2 separate regions of the Mus musculus genome follow, and region 2 is linked to region 1. The links are chromatin contacts, called in public promoter capture Hi-C maps. All regions are on one chromosome and are shown on one strand. The core of a region is the stretch at or near the end of the contact, and the rest is flanking DNA. Distances in the headings are between cores, read along the strand shown.

The links. Promoter capture Hi-C pulls out the DNA fragments that hold promoters and counts their contacts.
Region 2: a contact with region 1 is called in a promoter capture Hi-C map of pre-B cells, with 2.7 times the contacts expected there. The contact joins the promoter of Jmjd6 here to the promoter of Fdxr in region 1. A contact is called at or near these places in 3 of 39 promoter capture datasets (erythroid cells, liver and pre-B cells) and 1 of 9 other capture datasets (liver).

What each region holds. Positions count from the first base shown.
Region 1 is chr11:115,275,351-115,280,011 of GRCm38.p6, forward strand. Fdxr (ferredoxin reductase) reads right to left here and starts at 1,619. Exons shown (of 12, transcript NM_007997.1): 1 at 1,459-1,619; 2 at 729-832. The coding sequence starts at 1,537. Fads6 (fatty acid desaturase domain family, member 6) reads right to left here. Exons shown (of 6, transcript NM_178035.5): 6 at 3,277-4,661.
Region 2 is chr11:116,840,944-116,845,469 of GRCm38.p6, forward strand. It overlaps Jmjd6 (jumonji domain containing 6), which reads right to left and starts at 2,506. Exons shown (of 6, transcript NM_033398.3): 1 at 2,122-2,506; 2 at 1,389-1,777; 3 at 126-412. The coding sequence starts at 2,250. Mettl23 (methyltransferase like 23) reads left to right here and starts at 2,572. Exons shown (of 5, transcript NM_028865.3): 1 at 2,572-2,831. The coding sequence starts at 2,664.

The DNA.
Region 1 (4,661 bases), core at 369-2,868:
GTCTTGTCTCAGTCAAGCTCAGTATTCCTTACTTTTTAAAATTACTTATTTTATCACTTTTAGTTATGTATGTTGTGTGTGTGCAAGAATGAAGGGCCAAGCAGAGGCCAGAAGAGGACATTGGGTTCCCTGGAGCTGAGTTGTGAGCCACTGTGTGGGTGCTGGGAACCCAACTCCCATCTTTTGGTCCTCTGTGAGACCATAAACACTCCTAACCACGGAGCCTTCTCTGCAGTACCCCGCCCCCTTCCTCTTTTGCTTTAAGGTCTGAGACAGAGTTTCCAGTACATCTGGCAACCTTGAGGCCCTGTCTGGCAAGACTAATACTGAAAGCTTTGAGACCTTGGCCTTTGTGGAAGAGAATGGTCGTGGGGAGGGCGCAAAGCTGCAGACAAGATTGCCTTGAAATATAAAATGCTGGAGATAAAGAAGCGTAAAGATAAGGGGAGGCGAAAGCCATCCCATTAGACTGAAAAAGACTTCCCTACAAAGCAGAAGACAGCTGCCCATCTGTCCCCAACCACCATCCATGGAACAAATGCATGTCTCTCACAGCTGAGGACCTAGGGCGCCTCAGCTATACCTGTGGAATCAGTTAGAAAGAACACAGCTTACATTAGTCAAAAGCCCCTTCCTTGTCAGACAAACCAAAGGGCTGGAGCCTACCCCCAGAATTGGGACAAGAAATGAATGGTAAGAAGGGAGCCTGGAAGGAGTGCCTCGCTTACCTTTAACAAGTGTTGGGCTGTGTAGAAGCCAGCTGGGCCACTGCCGACCACACAGATCTGAGGGGTCTTCTCCTGTGTGGAGAACTTCTGGCAGAAGCCTGGGGCTAGGTAGAGCAGGGGACAGCAGGGTCAAACCAACACCCTCCTACCACCCCAAACCAATTCTGTCCAGTTGCACCTTGCCTTCACCCTCACCTGCATCTTCCTTTTTCCGTTCCTCAAAGCTTCACCATTTCATCTGAATGCCAGAGCTGTCTTTATCCAGAACCCCATGTCTCACCCATGAACAATAACAAATAATCTGCCCCAGACCCCCTTATCCCCCAAGCTGTCCTGCACAGCACTATCTTTCTTGAGAGGTTCCTTATGTGATCTCATGTCTTCATATGCCCATCACGTTTCTATTTTGCTTTTTTCTAGCCCTTCTTTCCCCCACAGAACTCTATTGCTCATCTCCTCACCTCGAATTTGCCTGTCACCTCCGTTCACCTCGTATCACACATAAAGACCTCATGGTCTATCCTTTTAGCCTTTACTGAGCTGTCTTACCCAGGACGCCTTACATCTCTTTGCACAGATCCTCCCCTCTCCATCACTCCCATTTCTCCCGCAAGAGCAGACACGTTCAGCTTTGCCCCTCTCCAGCCCCGCCTCAGCTCTGCTCGGACCCCCGCTCTTGATCACAGGCCTCCCCTCGCCCTGGTGCAGCCCCCAAGAGCCCTGCTCCTACTCGGAGTGCTCCTGGAGGGAGACGGCCGAAGCCCAGACCACGCGGACCAGCGCCACCAGTGCCAGCAGCGAGGAGCCATGGCTGAGAAGTGCAACCAGCAAGCGGAAGAGCTAGCAATGACTCTAGTGCTGAGCGCAGGTCCAGCAGCCCGCCGAGGACGCTCCTCTGGACCCGCCCATCACTGGAGCCCCGCCCCAAGCCTCGCCTCCCGCTTGCTTAGAAACATCAACTTGGAGACTTCACCAAGATTTCCGAAATAACCACGCCCCCAAAGAGAACCATGCCCCCATCTCGCCAAGGCCCCGCCCCCAGAACGTCCAATCCTCAAAAGCTTATCAAATTTCTCCGGTCTTCCTAGTACCTCCAGATGCCGGAAGTCTAGATTTGAAGAAACGCGAATCCCCTATGCTGTTTCAGTTGCTCTTGAAGAAGGGAGCCAATTGGAAAGGAGCTTACTTTATGTAAAGCTTGCCGCTCGCTGATGACGCAATGCCCCGTTGTCGTTGTTTGAGTGATTTTTGTATCAGCCAATCAGAAGGCCAGAGCCCGGAAGTCTCGTGTATCCGCTATTCTTGACTCCTCGATTTTTAAGTCTGGATGTTGAACTGATGTAGCCTCAAACAGCTACTTGTGCGTGTCAGAGAAGGACAAGTGTTAAACTCTCAAGAGCTTATTTCTAGTCACCCTCTTCCCACGATGGGGGAGGAAACACGCGAAGAAGTTCCCCCTCTGGCACTGAGACCAGAGCCCGACCTTCGACCCTGGTCCGACAGTACAGGGATCAGGGTGAGACCGTACCTTAGGGGGCACCCAAAAGCTCAGTAGTCAAGGTAAATCATTCATATTCCATGTTTTAAAAGAAAATTGATGCAAAGCCTAAAATCAATATCTTTTAAAAGTTTTTTCTAACATTTATATATTTTATTACATTATTTATGGGGGCCGGTGTACACTTGCCACAGCGTTCGCGTGGTGTGTGGTAGTCAGAGGACAGCTTATAGGAGTTGGTTCCCTCCTCTACGTGAATTCCTGGGTTTCAGACTCATTTAAGGCTGAGGGCAAGCAACTTTACCCTCCAGCCGACCCACACATGTTTTCTACACAAGAACAGGACCTGAAGAAGGGTGAATGCTTAATGTGCACATGATCCTGGTTTCGATTACACCACAAAAAATATAATTAAAATAAGGGCAGGACCCATTGTCACCTCTAACCAGACAAGCCCAGTGCTTCTCTGAGAGTCCTTCTCCTTCTTGGAAGACTAACCTGTCATCCTCACAACATCTGATTCTTGTTTATTCTTGTTGAAGATTGAACCCAGGGACTTACAAAATTGCTCTACGTTTTAACTGCCCCCTGCCTCGCCCCGCCCCGCCCCGCCCCTAGCTGAATCTTCTATTCCATAATTCAGGTACAAAGCTAGCCTGGGCTGTATACAGAGTGGCACCTGATCTCACAAAACAGTATGCCACTTGTTTTGTGAGAGGGAAATGGCAGTAGGAACGTGGTCATACCAATGGAAACTGGCTTGACTGACCTGACTGTAATCTGGAATTCTTGGGCCAGATGAACGGCTAGGTGACAGCTTGGTGAACTTCATGCTGAGTCAGTCCATTTCAACTTTCAGGCTGGTCTGCTGGAGCCTTGTGTAGGAGCTTAATAATCCAGAAGTTTCCCCTGTTTTGTATTTCATATTTTTTACACTATTTTAAGAATGTTTTTAGCCATGCTGCGGTGGCACTGGGGAGGCAGAGGAGGGCAGAACTGTGAGTTCGAAGCCAGCCTGGTCTACAGAGAGAAGACAAAAGAACAACAACAAAAATGAAGGTTATTTTTAGTTGAAGTTTGACATACAGAGAAGTGCATTCATTCCCACCATAGTTGATGGGTTATGAGACTGTAGGTGTAATAATGTGACCTACAACCAGACTGAGAACCAAAACTCAGTATCCCAGAATCCTCTGCTCAACTAATCACTCCCCACTTTGTTTGTTTGTTTTGTTTTTCAAGACAGTGTTTCTCTGTGTAACCCTGGCAGTCCTGGAACTCACTCTATAGACCAGGCCAGCCTTGAACTGGTAGAGATCTGCCTGCCTCTGCCTCCCTAGTGCTGGGATCAAAGGTGTGCACCACCATTGATTGGCTCCACCACTTTCTTATTGAGAGGTAAATATGATTCTCTAACATGTCATTGTGTTTTACGCCTGCCCCAGAAGACTAGTAGGTAAGATAAATGCTGCCCACAAGCCTATACATAAATTATTTACGTATGTAGCTTATGTATGTGAATATTTTGTCTGCATGTACATCTGCACACTAGAATTTGGTGTCAGACGGTTGTGAGCTGCTGTGTGTGTGCTGGGAATTGAACTCAGGACCTTTGCATACTCTTAACCACTGAGCCATCTCTCCAACAATAATTTATTTACACATGTACTGTTTTGTTTTGCTTTTCAAGACAGAGTTTCTCTGTGTAGCCCTGGCTGTTCTGGAACTCACTCGGTAGACCAGGCTGGTCTTGAACTCCCAGAGATTCTCCTGCCTCTGCCTCCCAAGTTCTGGGATTAAAAGTGTGAACCATCATTGCCCAGTTTCTCTCTCTATTTTTATATACACCCGTCTCTCTGCCCTGTGCTGCTGCCTTGGAGATCAGAGGGCTTCGGTGAACATCTGTCATGGGTGCTGGGGATTGAACTCTGAGCCCCTGCAAGTGCTCTTAACTACGGAGCCATCTTAAATGGTAACATAGTTTATATTTTGTGACGTGAAAATTACTTGCTTTGTAAGTCAAGTTTTATTGGGACAATACCATGTTCATTTTTAAATATATTTTTATTAATTTTTGAAAATTTTATATAATGTATTTTGATTCTATTCACTCCCTATTTCTTCCCCAATCCCTCCTAAATCCACCTCACATCTGCAACTAAATGTTTTTTTTTTTTCAATAACCCACTTACATATAGTCATGGCAAGGTGGACTTATCAGGGGCCACACCCTTAAAGAAAACTGAGTCACCCTCCCCAGAAAACACCAGTTGTCAGTAGAACCTCAGTTAGCCACAGGGACTTGTAAACTCTTTTCCCCTTGTGGTGGTTTGAATGAAAATAGTTCCCATAGGCTTATGGGGCGTGGCACTGTTAGGAGGTGTGACCTTGATGGAGGAAGTGTGTCACTGGGGGTGGACTTCAGGCCTAGTGTC
Region 2 (4,526 bases), core at 1,256-3,755, 1.6 Mb after region 1:
CCCAACAGATAAAAAGGGCCCTTCTGTCTCATTCTATGATTCTACTCCAAAATGGCAATACAGGACAAGTCCGGACCAGTCGGAGCTGGGACGAACAGGTATAGTTTCTTCTAGCTCATCTATACCTGGTACAAAGACAGTTTCTCCTGGTTTCTGTAATATCTCCAGGGGTTTGAATTCAGGTGGCCAGGTTGGAAGCTGTGTCCGGGGATAGATGACATTAAACCAGGTAATTGCTTCATCCTGTTGGTTCCCTCCTTCTTCTCGGGTCACCTTGATGAGTTCTCTGGGTGTGTTTGTTGGGAAGAGGCACCACCGCTTGTGACCCTGAACTAAGGCATTCCAGGCACTGGTCCCCAGAGGGTCGATGTGAATCCCAGTTCCAGAACGCGGTGGCCCCATCACAAACCACCTACAGGATGCAAGCATGAAGCCATGAGAGGTAATCTGAAATGCGTGTGACATAGAAGTCTCTATAATACACAATCATGCATGCTGTCTTCAGAGACTCTACATTCTGATATACAATATTAAGTGAACTATATATGAACTGACGTCTAACAGAAAAAATAATGGACTGATGCAAATTACTGCTGGACTTTTATTGATCCACTAGGTGTGGTAGCCCAAGCTCTTAATACCAACATCCTGGAGACAGACACAGATGGATCTTAATTTCAAAGCCTACCAGTGCTACACAGAGACCCCTATCTCAAAACACCCAAACCAAGCCTGGTGCAATATTGAACATCTTTAATGTCTAGCACTTAGAAGGCAGATCTCTGTGAGTTTAAGGTCAACCTGGTAACACAGTGAGTTACAAAGAGTCAGTATAAGAAACCACACTTGTAAAAATAGAAATAAAACTTCCTTGATAAAGCAATGGTTGCACTAAAATGACCTGGGGCTGGGCAGAGACGGCTCAGGTTAGAAGCACTCAATTCCTCAAAGCACCAAGGTTCAATTCTTAGCACCTCACATGATCCCAATGGCTCACAACTATCCATAATTGCAGCTCCTGAGGTTCTGACCTCAACCAACAGGCAGAGACTGGTAAAACATATACATGCATGAAGTTTTATTTAAAAAAAAAAAAATGCCCTGGAGGAATCCAGATGCCTCCCCACCCCCCCACCCCCATGGAATCCTTCTTCCGAAGTAGGACTATAAACAGGTCAATGTGTAGGGAAGACTTTCATTGCTTTTACAAGGTTAGACAGAGTTCTGCTAACAGGCTTGCGGATTTGTGTGTGTTTATCCAGAGACAGGGTTTCTTTGTGTAGCCCTTGCTGTCCTGGAACTCATTCTGTAGCCCAGGCTGGCCTTACAAAAATACCACTGCCTGTCACTGTCCATGGTTTTTGAAAACTTAACGTGAAATAATTTACCTGTAAGGGGGTCTGCGTTTCTCCCCCGCGTATTGGAAAAGATCATCTGTGAAAAACTTGGGCACCTTGTAGTCTTCCAAAAGTTTCCTTCTTTTGGGGTGTTCGCCATAGCTGCTATCGAAGATGTAAAGGGGACTGTCATCGCGGGTGCTCTCCATGTACTCGATGTAGTACTTCATCTTCATCTTAACCGAGTAGCCGTCATTATCCTCGCCGCACTTGAACTTCTGGTTCCGGTATTTCCTTTTGAGGCGCTCCAGAGTCCATTTCTCCTGTGCGGACCAGCCCTCTTGTGCATTGAGCAGAACCACGGGCTTGTAAGGCCTCTCGTAGCGCTCCACGAACTCTTTCACCGACAGCTGTAAGGCATCAGCTCTCTCCACGTTATCCTGCGGGAACAACAAAAGACCTGTCCCGTTAGGACACTGGAACAAGTCCAGTGGCGGATAAAGGTGTCCCACAGGGCCAATTAGCAAAGACACCCGTGAGCAATGGCACACACGAGCAAGGAACGAGCGAGCCTCTGCTCCTCCAGGGGGCCGGAGGGACGGAAGGAGGCCCACGTGCGTGCGGGCGAGCACGTCGCACCCGGAGCCACCCCTTCACGGGAGGGAGGGGCCCGAAGCTCCCACGACCGAGCGAGTTTTGACAGCCGGGCTGCGGGGCCCCATCGGGGGACCAGCGGCCCTCGGAAGGCGGGCAGCCGTCGTGTGGGGTCCCGCGCCCCGCTCACCGGCACGGCCGCGGGGTTCAGCGGGTAGCTCTCGTAGTAGTTGTGCCGGGTCCAGTCGAGCGAGTCCTTGAGCTCCGGCCGCGCACTTCGCTTGGCCTCGCGGATGCGCTTCTTGCTCTTGTGGTTCATCGTGAGCCGCTCGCCGTCCGGTTCCGCCCCGACCCCGACGCGGCTCGCGTTTCCTGCCACCAAACGCGCCCTCCCTCCCTGGCTGGCGCGGCCCCGAGACGCCCTTCGCTCCGGCCCGGCGCCTTTAAAGTCGCCTTCCAGAAGATTCACTCCTCAGCCGCCACCGGAGCTTTGGGTTGGGCGAACAGCGGCCTTCCTCCCCGCCCCACCGCCTCATGCGGTCCGCCATTGGCCTCAGCGACCTGCCAGACCCGCCTTCATGCACGCCAATTGGGCGCCATGTTGGGAAGGTCGCGTCGCCGACGCCCTGCCCCTCCCTGCTTTGGCCTACGCAACACTTCCGTCTGCGCGTCGCTTCCCTGCGGTCTCCTTCCGGCCGGGCCCGCTGCGGCCTCCGGCTTCCTGTGTTTGCCATGGACAGTGTCCGGCCCCGCGCTCCTTGGGCACCGCCTCCTGACCCGGCGTCCCTGGACTCCCCTACGTGCGAGCCCGGCCTCATGGCCGGGACCCAGCTCTTTCGGTTCCGGGAGGAGCCAGTTCCCGGAGGCAATCGGGCGGTGCTGGAGGTCCGCGTCCCGCAGGTGCGTGCGGCGGCACCCACGTGGGAGCCCCCTGTTTGGAGCGGGAGTGGGTTGTCCTTCAGTTCTCGGCTTCGTTCATTAGCACCAGGTCTGGTGTGAAGCCCGGTGAGGGGTTAAGTGCGCTCCAGTGACACATTTAGGGACAGTGCCAGGAAGTTCACTGAATTCCACCAGGAAAGTGGCTGTCTTGTCCTGTGATGCTAACTTTGTACTCTTTTGAAAGCATCTGTCAGTATATCTAACACGGCCTGCCCCCCTCCCCACCAAACCTCCGGGTACTCTTGATTGAACCTCTGCCTGTTAGGCAAGTGCTCCGCCACTGAGTGGTAGCCCTAACTCTCTGTTTTATTTCTGAGCTCAGGCAGGCTTTGAATTTGAACCCCCGTTTCCCGCTTCTTAGGGTTAGGAGTGTGCGCCACCATGCTGGCTTAAACAGTGCCGGGGCTCGAATCCAAGATCCATACACGATAGATGATAGTTGTGCTTTTGAGTTTATCCCAAACCCCGTAATCTTTGCTGTTTAAATTTTGGGACCAGGGATTCCTGTCTCCAACACCCCAATAAAATTTTATACATCGGCACTGGCTTGTTCCCTCCGAGCTCATAGCTACTCTAAAACTGACTAACTCTTCCCAGGTAGTCGGGTTTTACAAAGGATTTTCGTGTTGTAATGTAGGCAGCTGGACCATAGGTAGGTAGGTGTCCCTGGCAATAGTAAGGGGAGCAGAAGGTATAGCCTTCTGCTATACAATGCTGCCACCTGTAGCAGTCCTCGTTTGTTTGTTTTTTTTCCCAGACTTCTACACAAGTGAAGCAGAGATTTTGTTTTGAGACAGGGTCTCTCTATGTATCCCTGGTTATTGTGGAACACATTCTGTGAACCAGTCTGGACTCAGGGTTCACCGTGCCTCTGCCTTTGGAGTGTTGGGATTAAAGGTGTATTCCTCCGCCCTCCCAGCAGCCTCTAACATTAGAGAAGAGATTCTTGGCTGTGTACTACAGAGAAATATTTCAGGACAAATAAGCGTGAAGCAGAGTTGGAAGATACTAATAACCTGGATCTTTTTAAGTTTGGGCATTAATAGACAACTAGGAAAAGGACAAGAAGGCATGGGGTACAGACTTCATAAGTCAGAATACTGCACTTGAGTGTCTTAATAGCCATATGAATGATTTGGTAACATCTGGAGTTAAATTGTTTAAGGAATTTTTTTGTTTGTTTGTCTTGTTTTGTTTTTCGAGACAGGGTTTCTCTGTATAGTCCTGGCTGTCCTGGAACTCACTTTGTAGACCAGGCTGGCCTCGAACTCAGAAATCCACCTGCCTCTGCCTCTGCCTCCCGAGTGCTGGGATTAAAGGCGTGCGCCACCACGCCCGGCTGTTTCAGGAATTTCTAAGAAACTTGTTTTAGTAAATAAAACCATAGAACATTCTGGTTTGAAATATGTCAATATAAAGAACTCTGCTCCTCTGTAGACAAATGTCACGGTGAATTTTGTTAGTTGTACTAAAATTTGATCCTCACTTGGTGAGAGACTAGTCTTAGGGATGAGATCTTGACTTTCCCATGTCCTCCTTGTTTTTAGTTTGTCCTTTCTCAGCAGGTCAGTGTTACAGGGGAAAACACATAAGAGGCAGACCAAAACAACTTGTTTCTGTAGCTTCCAAATGTCTTCATGTCAAAAACTCTTGAAT